2 separate regions of the Zea mays genome follow, and region 1 is linked to region 2. Evidence: chromatin contacts called from public Hi-C data. All regions are on one chromosome and are shown on one strand. The core of a region is the stretch at or near the end of the contact, and the rest is flanking DNA. Distances in the headings are between cores, read along the strand shown. Region 1 holds the start of LOC100273706. Region 2 has its middle 72 kb from the start of LOC103629915.

What was found. A called contact is a pair of places that touch in the nucleus more often than the background predicts.
Region 1: a Hi-C map of leaf shows a contact between it and region 2, with 7 times the contacts expected there. The contact joins the promoter of LOC100273706 here to the enhancer-like site in region 2. A contact is called at or near these places in 3 of 25 Hi-C or Micro-C datasets (bundle sheath, endosperm and leaf).

Annotation. Positions count from the first base shown.
Region 1 is chr5:130,297,012-130,303,051 of Zm-B73-REFERENCE-NAM-5.0, reverse strand. It overlaps LOC100273706, which reads right to left and starts at 1,579. Exons shown (of 5, transcript NM_001148118.2): 1 at 1,425-1,579; 2 at 959-995; 3 at 292-670; 4 at 23-142. The coding sequence starts at 1,467.
Region 2 is chr5:130,065,346-130,071,994 of Zm-B73-REFERENCE-NAM-5.0, reverse strand. No RefSeq gene overlaps it. Among protein-coding and RNA genes, the nearest start is that of LOC103629915, 72 kb to the right of the region's middle. Within about 2 kb of position 2,819, at least 16 of the 20 cell types and tissues checked have an H3K27ac peak or open chromatin away from gene starts, as enhancers often do. A contact at or near this core is called in bundle sheath and leaf, where this site is marked.

The DNA of each region.
Region 1 (6,040 bases), core at 330-2,829, 230 kb before region 2:
TATACTAGTAATAGTCGCTTACGGTGATGTAGAGGTCGAAGCGGATGAGCGCGTAGGCGGTCCAGCAGATGCTGTTGGCGAGGGAGGCCAGGGACAGGAACAGGGGCATGTATTCCACGCTCTTTGTCTGGATCACCAATTTCTGATCAACCATATACAAAAAAAGAGACACACACAGCAGATCAGAGACACCAAGTAAGTAAGTAAGTAAGAAAACAAACAAACATTACCTTCGTGTCATATCATAGAGAGAAAGAATCAACGACATGTATGTGAAAACAACGTACGTACCATGACCGAGAGCGGCGCAGCGTACATGCCGGTGCCGAAGAAGACGGAGACGATGCCGACGAGCATGGACCTGCGCTCGTGCGTGTGCGCCAGGGTGAGCACCAGCGCGGCCAAGGCGACGACGAAGGCGACCTCGGCGGCGAACAGGAGCACGACCCTGCGGCGCACCGCCCCCGCGGAGCAGAGGATGAAGAGCGCCACGTAGGTCAGCTGGATGAGCATGCCGGTGCCGTTGATGGTCACCACCAGCATGCTGTGCGGGTGCACCAGCGGCAGCCCGTACAGCACCCACATCATGCAGTTCAGCAGCGTCGCCACGTACGGGATCGGCGAGTACTGCTCCACCGCACGCTTCTTCCAGATGCCCACGAAGGTGGGCCTGCGGGGCGCATTTGTACGCATATATGAGCTACTAGTATGCATGTATGTATCCATAAGCAGAGCACAGTACGTAGTGTTTGTTTGTTTGTTTGCGCGAAAAGTCAACTGTCAAGTTCGTGACATCAGTTTTTCTTCTTGGTTTGATGCTCTGCTTTTTTTAAATTTATCCATTGATTTCTTTATAAGGAGAAAGCTGGATTGCGTAGTACTAGTTTTTATTATTTTTTTATTATTTTGATTTGTAGATAAAAAATAACAAGCAGAAGCAGAATCGATAAATTCTTACACCGGGGAGAGGAAGAGCACAAGGGCGGTGCCATTGCCTGCAGCAACACCAACGCAATTAAGTTAATGATGTACATATAAGCTAGCTTACTCCATTTTACAAAAAAAAAAATATGACACCGTTGATTTTTTTCGAAACATTGATAACTCGTCTTATTTAAAATATTAATTCAAAAATGTAAAATTTTAAGTTAAGAACAAATTACCTTAAATAATAAAATAAATAAAAAATATGATAACTCATTATTTTTTAAACAAGAGGAATAGTTAAAAAAATTTAAAAAATCAACGGTGATAGTAAAACAGCAAACTGAGGAGGAGAACGTGGAACAAAAAAAAAAGACATGTAAAACAGCAGGCGCCACCGCGCGTGATCGGCCGGAGGATATGCTCGTCATGCATGCGTACGGCGTATGCTGTTCGTCAAAGTTGACAACAATAATGAAATGGACGACCAGGGGACTCACCGATGACGCCGATAGCCGTACGGATGGTATCCGCCGAGACCATGGTCGGGGAGGGCGCGAGCTTCTCTTGGATCCGACGAAGAGTCTGTGCCCGGCGCCTTTGGTCGGTCGTGGACAGCAGGAGAGAGAGCGAGAGCGAGAGCGATGTACGAGAAATGTATCGGGCGGGAGGAAGAAAACAGGGCGCCCAAGGGCCCCCTTAAATAGAGGGAGGACGCAGCACACAAGACCCTTTCTTTCTACAGCGCCGCCTCTCTCTGTCGAGTCGCTGCACACAACACATGACACCACCAGGTCCGTCCGCGTCCACCACAAGTCCACAGCCACAGGCATTTCTTTCTGACTCTGTAGCTGTGGCGTCTCCTCCTCTGTAACTGACCTCTCTATATATCGCTAACGTGCTGGACCCAGCCCAGGGACGAAATGTGGACCGCTCGCTAGCTACCTTTTGATCTCGCTTTTCCTCTTCTCTCGGTTCCCACCCCCCTTTTTTTGTTTATTTATTCCTTCTACTCTATTATATATCTGTTTAATTACTTCTCTGATCATGTTGTCTCGGCGAAGCTTCGCCGCGTATGTGTGTCGTGTAAATCTGGTGGATGATACGGCTACGTATAATCGATCTTTGCTGCACTCGAGTAGGATAGGATGTCGGGCTATCTTCTTCATCAGATCACTCATTTCTATTTTTTATATTTTAAACTCTATCATTACCGAAAACTGTTGTTTTGTCGAGTGTCTGAAGCAATCCGTAAAACCTGAAAAACATTCAACGAAGACTTTGCTAAATATAACACTCGCAAAAAAAATGTTGTACCAGCAACGATTTTTTTACTGAGTACTTTTTATCCATCATACTCGGTAAAAAAAACTAAAAAATAATCAGAAAAGAACCAGATTCGGATAGTGTGTCTACAGCCTGCATTGAGATGGCTAGTCCCACGACGTTGATTGGATGGGGCCAAAAAGGCGAAGGGATTGCTACGTACAGCAGTTACACATCATCATTACTCTCCAACCTCTTAACTCTTAAGCAATAGTATACGTACGTAGTAGCTGCAACGTACCCATGGTTTACGTATGCGTGGACCAGCTTCCATAGTTGACTTTTTGGCCTATCGTTTCTGCTATCTTTTTGTTTCGTTTTCTTTTTTTTTTGGGTCCTTCGGTATATAGCTGTCTGCAGAGACCCAACAGACGCGTCCACGGTTCAAAACTATTTTATTCAGATCATATCTACATTGGATAATAATAATAATAATAAATCTTCGGTCACCACGCCTCTAATTTATTTATAGCATATAATCGGCTATTCCATCTCTCCATCTACAAATAAAAGTCTTACGACAGTCACAGTAACAAAGACAAGGGTAATGTGGTGTCCCATAAAAATGGTAGGCATCAATTAGATGGTGGAGTGGGAAGGGGCGGATTAGGGCAATAATAATTAAGTATATTTTATGGAAAGTTACAGTGCTGGGTGGAGGGAGCATGACTAGTATCACCTTGAACTTGAAGAATATTGAAAATAATAAGGATAATGCTATTTATGTATCAACATATTTCTTCAAAAAAAATTATCAGTTTTTAAATCATCGAATGCAAAAAGTATATATGGGGCCTATAGATCGCTCTCCTCTTATCTTTTTCTTACCCCAAAACTTATATTTATATTAATTATCCATAATCGTAGTCGTAGGCCGTAGCACGTATTGATGGATTTTTTGGAACAAATTTGTTGATAGATAAATAGCACATTCCAAATAACACGTTTCAAATGGTTTTCCCGTCCCACCTCGGTGCCGTGCTCTGTGAGCCCCACACCCAACGCCCACGCCTCTCACCTACTGTCTTGTGGACCCCAGCGCACATGCAGCTAGCTACTGCCCTTGCCTATCACCCGATCCCGCTACCACATCGCGCAAAAAATAGTACAAAGCGAGCACTCCAACCCCATGCCCCCCTACTCCATAAATTTGGGGCTAACCACCAGATGACACTTACCCCAGTGTTTAGAAATAAACAATAATTATAATTGAATTGATATCTCAATACATATTTATATGATATATAACAATCGTAGCAATAAAACACGGGCAATTGGCTAGTGTGTGTATGTATGTATGTACACACACTAGTATATAGCGTCTGTTAATGCTGCGATCCTGTGGAAAGGAGGGGTCGACGATGGAAGCAACACGATGGGAAGGGTTGCTGGTCTGGCGGAAGCGACACGAGCGAGGAGGAGAGGGCGGCGAGGACGCGGGAGACTGGGGAGGGGAGGCTGGGGGTGACACAGCCACGTTTGATGGGGGATGAAGGATAAGTGATAAGGGATGATCCAAATAATATTGTTCATTGGATTTAAGTATGAGGGGGTTATCCAGCGATCTGAACCGTTGGTTTTAATACTATGTTATGTCTTGGTGCAATTTGTTTGGTGGATTTACTGGAGGTTATGGGTGTGGGGTGATTTGGTTTGGCGGGTTTTGCAAAGTTTAAACTGGTGGATTATATAGTGGCATATATGTATGTACATAATTCGATGGATTAGGGCCTATCTCTGATTGTTGCTGTCAGAGATAAGTTATGTCTGACGACCGCTAGGGGACGTTGGCGGCTAAACTATGTGATGGCCGTGATGGCATCCAATGGGTCCTACAGCGTTATGTCCGATGGTCTGCATGCGGGTCGTCGGACATAACCAACTTATATCCACTGCTGCATACAGGCCATCAGACTTAAGTGAATGGTATGTCAGATGGCCAACGGATAGTCGTCGGACCTCATACTCTTATGTCCGATGACCACACAAAGTCGTCAAACATAATGAATTACAGGAAGGTCAAAATTCTCCTTATTTTTTGTGAATTCCTACAACTCACAAAATAACATTTCATACACATAAGATTCATCTAGGTATGATTATATACCCGAAAAGCATAGAAGTTGAGAAGGTAGTTGATAATCACACGCTGAATAGTGGGTCGTTCTAATCATTTTTTCACAATTCCTTCGTTAAAACTTATTTGAGCATATATGTTTTCGATAACGCCTTCAAGGAAGGTCTTTTTTACCTTAGGTATAAGGCCCCGTCATTTCAACTTATTTGTGGTTTGATCCCGTTATAGAAAACAATCTAACCCCCCGAGGGGCTACTTTTGAGGATGTGCCTTTACCGAAGGTCCTCAAATCGTGAATTCTTTTTGTTTCCAAGTTTGATTCGGGGTAATTACATAAGCTTCATCTATGGAATCTTCGTTGCCAGAAAAGGGTAGTAGCAGCTTCGTCGCTAGAGCTTGGGTGAAGGGTTTCAAAAGAACCGAATGTCATTGAAAGGGAAATAGGCCCAAAAATCATTTCCACACTTATTTTGGTAACTGACGACCACTGTAACCAATCAAGCTAACTAGTTTGTTAAGTTATAAATTCAGGTACTCAGAAAATACTTCAAGGAAGATGAACCCTCAAAACAGCATATCACGAATCGTCCAAGGCTCTAGTACGGATCGTCTGGAATAACGTCTGCAACACCTCGATGAACTTTGGACAGGAGCTATGGCAAATGCACATTTCTACTGTGGATTGTCCGAAGGAAAGTCACGTACCGTCCGACACTATACGCGGACCGTCCACCCGTTGAAGATCAATCCAACCGAAGGTGCTGGGTTTTGTAAAATGAATTATAGCGTCCACGTGGACCGTCCGGAAGCACGACCAGATCGTCCACGACATAATTTATCTAACTTCTGACAACACATTTAATGTAATTATGTCGTTGATATAGCCGTTATAACAAACCATTGCAATACAACCAATGATGTGAAGGGCGGACGTCCGGGCCAGGCACGCGGACCGTTTTTGTGTGGCAGTAAGGTGGCAACAGCTAGAAAGTGGTTGGTGGCTATAAATACACCCCAACCACCCTCTTGAATGGCATTCAATCTTTCACAACTCTCATTCATAGAGCAATACTTCACTTCAAGCCACACTTAAAAGCCTTATGTAATCTTTAATGCTTAGTGCCTTGAAGAAAATATAGAGAGTGTGATCTTGTGTGTTCTTATTGCTCTTGTTGCTTGGATTTCTTGATCGTGCTTTCTTCCTCCCTCGTCTAAATCTCATTGACATGTAAAACTAGCAAGAGACACCTAAGTGTGTGGTGATCCTTACTGGGTCTGAGTGACCCTCGTGATTAATAAAAAGCACTCAATTAATCTAAGTGACTATTTGAGAGAAAGGGTTGAATAAACCCGTCCTATGTGGACTCCTCAGCGGAGAGTAGGTTCTTCATAACCAAACCTTGGGAACAAATCTCTCGTGTTCATTGCTTTAAGCTATGCTTTGTGATTTGGTTCTCGTCTCCCCTCTCTCTCTCTTGTTCTATTGCTTGCATTTGATCACATCAATTTGAGTTGCACCCAAGTAATTCCATAATCATTAGTGCAGCTCTTGGCAAGAGAACACATCCCCCGCACTCTGATTGACTTTATACTCGCTCTAGCGCTAACCCGGGATTGAAGTTTGCGTTTAAGTTTATAAATTTTATATTGCACCTATTCACCCCCCTCTAGACAACTTTTAGTCAACTTTGGTGTCACCAGAGCTAAGGGAGG
Region 2 (6,649 bases), core at 1,570-4,069:
TTTGAAGCCCCAAGAGGACAGCTTCGTATTCTGCAATGTTGTTTGTGCAATTGAACTCCAATCTGGTTGTATATCAGGTTTTGATTTTTTATGGTGAAATTAGAATAGCAGCTACACCTATGCCGAAGGTTCCCCATGACCCATCATAGCTGTCTAGGCTTCGGTATCTGCTGGGTGCACTTCTTCATGAGCCCCATGCATCCAATCGACAATAAAGTCTGCTAGAGCTTGAGACTGAATCGAGGACCTATGAACAAATTCAATGGTGAAGTCGTTCAACTCTGTAGCCCACTTGTCAACCCTTCTTGTGGCTTCTCTGTTTCTTATGATGTCCTTTAGAGGTTGAGACGAAGGAACTATGATGTGGTAGGACTAGAAATAGTGCCGAAGCTTCCTGGAGGCCATCGGTACAGCATACAGTACCTTCTCTAATTCTGTGTAGTTTCTTTTCGATGGACTTAAGGGCTGTTTGGTTGGCTGCCTAAATTGCCACACTTTGCCTAACTTTTCTGCCTAAGGTTAGTTATTCAATTCAAACGACTAACCTTAGGCAAAGTGTGGCACAAATAACCACGAACCAAACAGGCTCTTAGTACTTCAGAGATGAAGTAAATTGGGACTTGTTTCTTTGTTTGTTCATCTTACTTTTCTTGTACCAGTGCTGCACTAACTGCTGCATGGGAAGCAGCTACATACAATAACAAGGAGGCTCCTGATGAAGGTGGGGTCAAGGTTGTCAACTGCATAAGATATTGTTTCAAATTTTCAAAGGCCTTTTATTGGACTAGCCCCCATTGAAAGACTTCGGCTAACTTTAGCACTTCGAAGAATGGCAGGTTCCTTTCTGCTGATCTTGAAATAAACCTATTTAATGATGCCAGCCTACCTGTCAATCTTTGAGCACCTTTTCTTGACTTTGGTGGTTCCATCCGAAGTATAGCTTCTATTTTGTTTGGGTTAGCTTCAATCCCCTTTGTTGATACTAGACGTCCAAGGAAATTTCCTTTCTTTACCCCGAAGACGCATTTTTCTTGGTTTAACTTGAGGCCAGCTTTTCTGAAATTGAAAAATGTTTCTTGCAAATTAGCAATGTGATTTTCTTGATTCGTACTTTTGACTATGATATCATCAACATATGTCAAAACATTCCTCCCAATTTGAGTGCAGAGAACTTTGGAAGTCATCATGCTGAAGCTTCCTCCAGCATTCTTGAGCCCCTAAGGCATTTCAAGGTAGCAATAAGTTCCACTAGGGGTTATGAAGCTTGTTTTGGGCTCATCTTTTTTCCTTCATCCAAATCTGATGATAACCTGAGTAACAGTCGAGCAGGCTCATAAGCTCCGAAGTGGCTGCCGCATCTATGAGTGAGTCCATTCTTGGCAAGGAAAATCCATCCTTCGGACATGCCTTGTTGAGATTTGTGAAATCAATGCACATTATCCACTTTCCATTGGCCTTCTTCACCATCACAATGTTGGCTAGCCATTTGTAACACCCAAAATCCTATTTTGAGGTTTATAAGGATTATTGCCAAAAATAAAGTTTGAGATAAAATGTCTTTTAATAGATTCCTTTTTTCTTTATAAAGTACATCTCTCCAAAGTTATATGAAGAGTTGGTATTCAAAACTTAGATCCAAAATTTTAAACTAACATTTTGGAACACAGAATAAAAGTAAGACTTTCAATCTATTTATTACTCCCTTTCTAAGCTATAAAGCACTCTTTATAAATATTTTAATAACACTTGGTAAGATTTTATATCAACTTATTCTAAATTAAATAAGTAATAAATGTTCGAATGTATTTTTCAATATTGATACACTCAAGAAGTAATATTTTTTTCTAAAAAATGAATAATGTATGAATTGTCCCTTATTGAGTTACATGTTTCAAAGCATGGATAAAATAATTAATGTATGTAAAGTAAACTCTGCATCCATGTTGAAGTTTTGATTATGTATTTAACGTGAGTTTGAAGTACAAAAGTGATCTAAATCTAAGATTAAATTCAAAATTTAGTTTTGGAAATTATTGGGGGAATAAGAAAACATAAAAAGAAAGAAAAAAAAGAAGACCTACACTACCTTGGCTGAATTCCCTCCCTGGCCCATTTACTACTCTTCTGTACCAGCCTGCTCAGCTTCCGTGCCGACATGTGGGGCCCACCCATCATAGGCCGCTCCCGCCACATCTACACTGGACGCACGCCGTGACACCGGCCATTGGGCCCGCACCGTCAGCGTCAACCTCAAACCCACCAATGTCGGGATCTGTCGCAAACGCATGCCGTGGTTCCCGCGTTGCTCTGCTACCGGTCTTGCGGATTCCTTGGCCCCGACAGATAACTACTGAGCACAGCACCCCCTAGTTGTCTTCATCACGGGAGAGCACCATGAACCAAGGGCTCACGTAGAGAGAGAACAGAGAGGGTCCCGACCACCGCCACCGTCGCTAGTTGAGCACAGCGTAGATTGGTGACTTACGTGCGATGTGGGAGGTGTGCTAGGAGGTGGTGAACATGGGGAACTACATCGCTGAGCGCAGGAGACTGTGAAGGCATGGCGATTTCTCGCCGGATCTTCTCCACCGCCGCTGTGCCGCATGATGCCGTGTCTAGGAATTGTCGACTCCTCACCCGCCGGTACGTCACCCTGATCTAGTCTGCTGGGTTCACCACTACGCATGAGATGGGGCATTGCTATGCGAAATCGCAACGCTCCGACATACCCTCCGCCGTGCTTGCGGGGCGGCGCTGCCTGGGAGGCATCGTGGGAAGGAGGAGAGCGCGGTGGCCGTCCGCCCTTGATTGACGGTCTGGATTAAATATGAGGGTACCATGTCAGTGTTCAAAGCAGGTGCGTTGGATTCGAATCGGAGGATCATGGGTGGATCTCGTTTTAATTAAATCCTCACCGCAAATCTCACAATCAACGGCCGATAGCGCAACCGGTTCACTTGGATGAATGGTCTAATCTGTGCCGATGATTTAGATCTGAGCGGCCCATAATAAATCATACCCCTTCGCCGCACGCCTCTTTACATAAAAGCCCTTGAGGAACTCAAATACTAATCCACCGTCCATGGCTATAATGGAATCCTTACATTTAGGTCCCAGAATTTTGTAAAATAGCCCCTAACTTTATAAAGGAATTCTAGAAATTGATTTATAATATAAAAATAAATACAAAGGGTTAAAAAATCTCTTTCGCGTTTTAACTCCGATTTAACCCGTTCAAGTTGCATTAGCTTCGTAATAAAATTGTCTACGCAGTGGCGACATTATTTGTACCATAAAGCATATTTTTATAAATAAATATTGGTTTAGCCTATGATTAGTAGTTTAATCCTCTTGACCAAAGTTAATCTGGTCCATGATGATAATTTGACTAAGATATTGTTGGGGGCCTTCGTCTCCCGAAGGTCCTCAAAAACATGATTTAACAATGTTTCCCAAGTGTAATATATGAATAGGCACCTTCGGACTCGGGTTAAAATCGTACACGATGTGGAAAGCATGGTCGAGACGAAGGTTGATGCTGCTCCGAAGCTACGCGCAAGGGAGCTTCGGCTCAGCAGTAAAAAAAGGAACCGACCTAAAGGGGAAAATGCTATCTAATCCTCGTTGGGTTGTCCATGAGTCAATAGTAAATATAAAGGGCATAAATGTAATTTTACACAGGCTGCGTCCTGTGCCTATAAATAGATGAACAGTACCCTGTACTGTTCACGCTGACTTGTACTCGCTCGTGCATCACGCTTGTACCTTTGCCTTCTGTCAAACCGAAGGTATAAATGTAATTCAATATAGTTCTTATCCATTCATGATTATATAATAAAAGATATATTAACAGTGTCATATGATTATTCATGTTATTTCTCATGTTTCATATGCTTCGTCTTTCATTGATATATGTTGTGATGATGAAGGTACGTCCTTCATGACTTTTGTTCGAAGATCGTTATGTCCTTAGGGAAATAATACTTCGAAGGACGAAGGGCATTAACCATTAACCTATTTTTGTGTTGCCTTGTTCTTAATTCATAGCATTTGAGAACAAGTCTGCAACATTGGCGCCCACCTCCGGTGTACTCACTTCCACAACCTTTGGCAAAACATCGACATTCGTCATGCCGCCGAAGAAGATAACAGCGCCAGGGGCTGCACTACAGCCACTGGACACAAACCAGGAGACTCTCTCTCTCTCCGAGAGGCTCGAAGCCAGAATTGAAAGGCCACTAGTCCAACATTCCAGGAGGAGGAGTTGGACCAGGAGATCAGGGACATGGAGATCATCCACCAACAGGTGCAAAGGAAAAAGGAGAAGATGACTCGGCTGACCGATCTTCAAAGGAAGATCGATGAAGCTACTAAGGAAGTACGTCATCTTGCTCAAGATGATCAAGACCGAAGGCCCCAACACAGGGAGCTTCATCAAGAGGGCTTGTTCAACGAAGATGGATGGTACGATGATTTTAATTATGATACCTTTACTTTTGATGATGCTTCTCCCTTGGCAGCAGAATTGCAGGCTATCCCATGGCCACAATCCTACAAGCCACCCCAGCTACCCATGTACGATGGACACTCGGACCCAAAGCAATTCTTGATGAGCTATGAGGCAACAATATCCTCATACGGAGGCAATGCAGCTGTCATGGCAAAGTCCTTCGTCATGGCAGTCCGGAACGTAGCCCAGACATGGTATTCTTCCCTTCGACCAGGGACAATCACATCGTGGCAGAAGCTCATGGACATGCTGGTTACCAGTTTCCAAGGCTTTCAAACGAAGTTAGTCACAACTCAGGCCTTGTTCCAGTGCACGTAATACCATGAGGAATACCTTCAGGCGTAGTCCGAAGGTTCTTACGACTGAGAGCACAAGCGCCCACAGTGCCCAATGAAATTGTCATTGAGGCCATGATCAAGGGTCTTCGGCCAGGACCTACGGCTCAATACTTCGCTAGGAAGCCCCCCAGACTCTGGAGAAGCTACTTCAGAAAATGGATGAGTACATTCGGGCTGACAACAATTTTCGCCAAAGAAGGGAGGAAGCTTACAGATTCTCTGAGATGACCAGGGGCTTTGGAGGAAGAATCCACCCTAGGCATGTCAGATCAATCCACAACTACAGTCAGAATGATGACAAAGGAAGCCAGCTTCAGAGGCCACAATACACCTCACAGTCTTCGGGGCAACAACAAAGCTCCTTTAGACCACCAGCTCCAAGGGGCAGAGGCGCAATGGGCTTCGGAGGAAGATATGGGGATCAGCCCAGGAAAATCTATTGCTTATTTTGTGGTGAGGACAAGGGCCATACTACAAGAATGTGCCAAATCACTATTCTGAAGCAAAAGGAGATACCAGGAGCCGAAGCTCGGCAGAATCAACCGAAGCATGTCTTGCACACTACTTCGTGCCACTCTCCCTACATACCAGAATATGTGGGCAATCATCCTACAACTTCTGTTGCTTCGGCTAGCCACTCACAGGCTTCTTGGCCTCAGCTCCCACCGCCACCACCACTGCAACCTACCTATTACCGAAGCCAGCAGCTAGAAGGGCGCCAGCACTCCCAACAGCAACGTGAATTCAGGGAGGAATCCGAAGCTCGTACAGTCAACAATATTGTGCCAGAATCAAAGCACATTTATTGAGCGATATTCTGCCTCTGAAATACTTTTATGTTCTATGTCATTTTGTTTTTGAAGGAACAAGCAATGTAAATTTAGTTTTAATTTCTTGTAATGATTTTACTTCTATCAGAATGGAATATATCTTCTTCACAGACTTACGAAGCTCAAAAATTGTCGAAGCTCAAAAGTCGTTCCTAAGGGAATGCAAAGCTAAAATTGCCGAAGCTACAAAAAGTTGTTCCTAAGGGAGCGCAGCGTAAGTTTTCTGCTCAAAAGTAATTCCAAAGGGAATGCAGAGCCAAGTACCGCCGAAATATAAGGCGAAGAAGTTCAAAAGTCGTTCCTAAGGGGATGCAGAACTTATACCGCCGAAATAGAAGGCGAAGAAGTTCAAAAGACGTTCCTAAGGGGATGCAGAACTTACACCAAAAAATAAACGGTGAACAGGGCTCCAAAGTCGTTCCTAAGGGGGTGTAGAGCTTGTGTGTTTCAGTGTGGGCGTGTGGGTGTGTGTCTTCGGCATCAACATCATTTTGCATCATCATCACATCATACATCATATCACATCAATGATACGAGAATCGAACACGGAGTTGATCTTCGGCAAATGCTTCGTAAAAATGAAAATGTGCTAAGGCACGAAGTAAGCTTCGGAAAATACAGCTTCGTCAGCCTTGTCACAAAAGAAGGGATCTATTTTTACGAAGCATGGATATTGTTACGAAGCATGGATCTTTTTCTTTACGAAGCATGAAAAAAAGGGAAGGTGTTTTTCCCTGAAGGCTCAAAAACGGTATGTATGTAAAGTTTTATGCATCGCAAAGAAATGAATTACAATAATTTATATGTTCGATTCAAAGCTATATACATCAAATATTACAGTCTTATTAAGTACAATGCCCATTCTCGTGTCTCATACATTGACCATCTCAAAATGTTTTTACAATAAGTGCTAATCCTCTTTAAGGACTTTCTCTGCAACTTCGTGTAGTAATTTGTTAACAACTTCATCA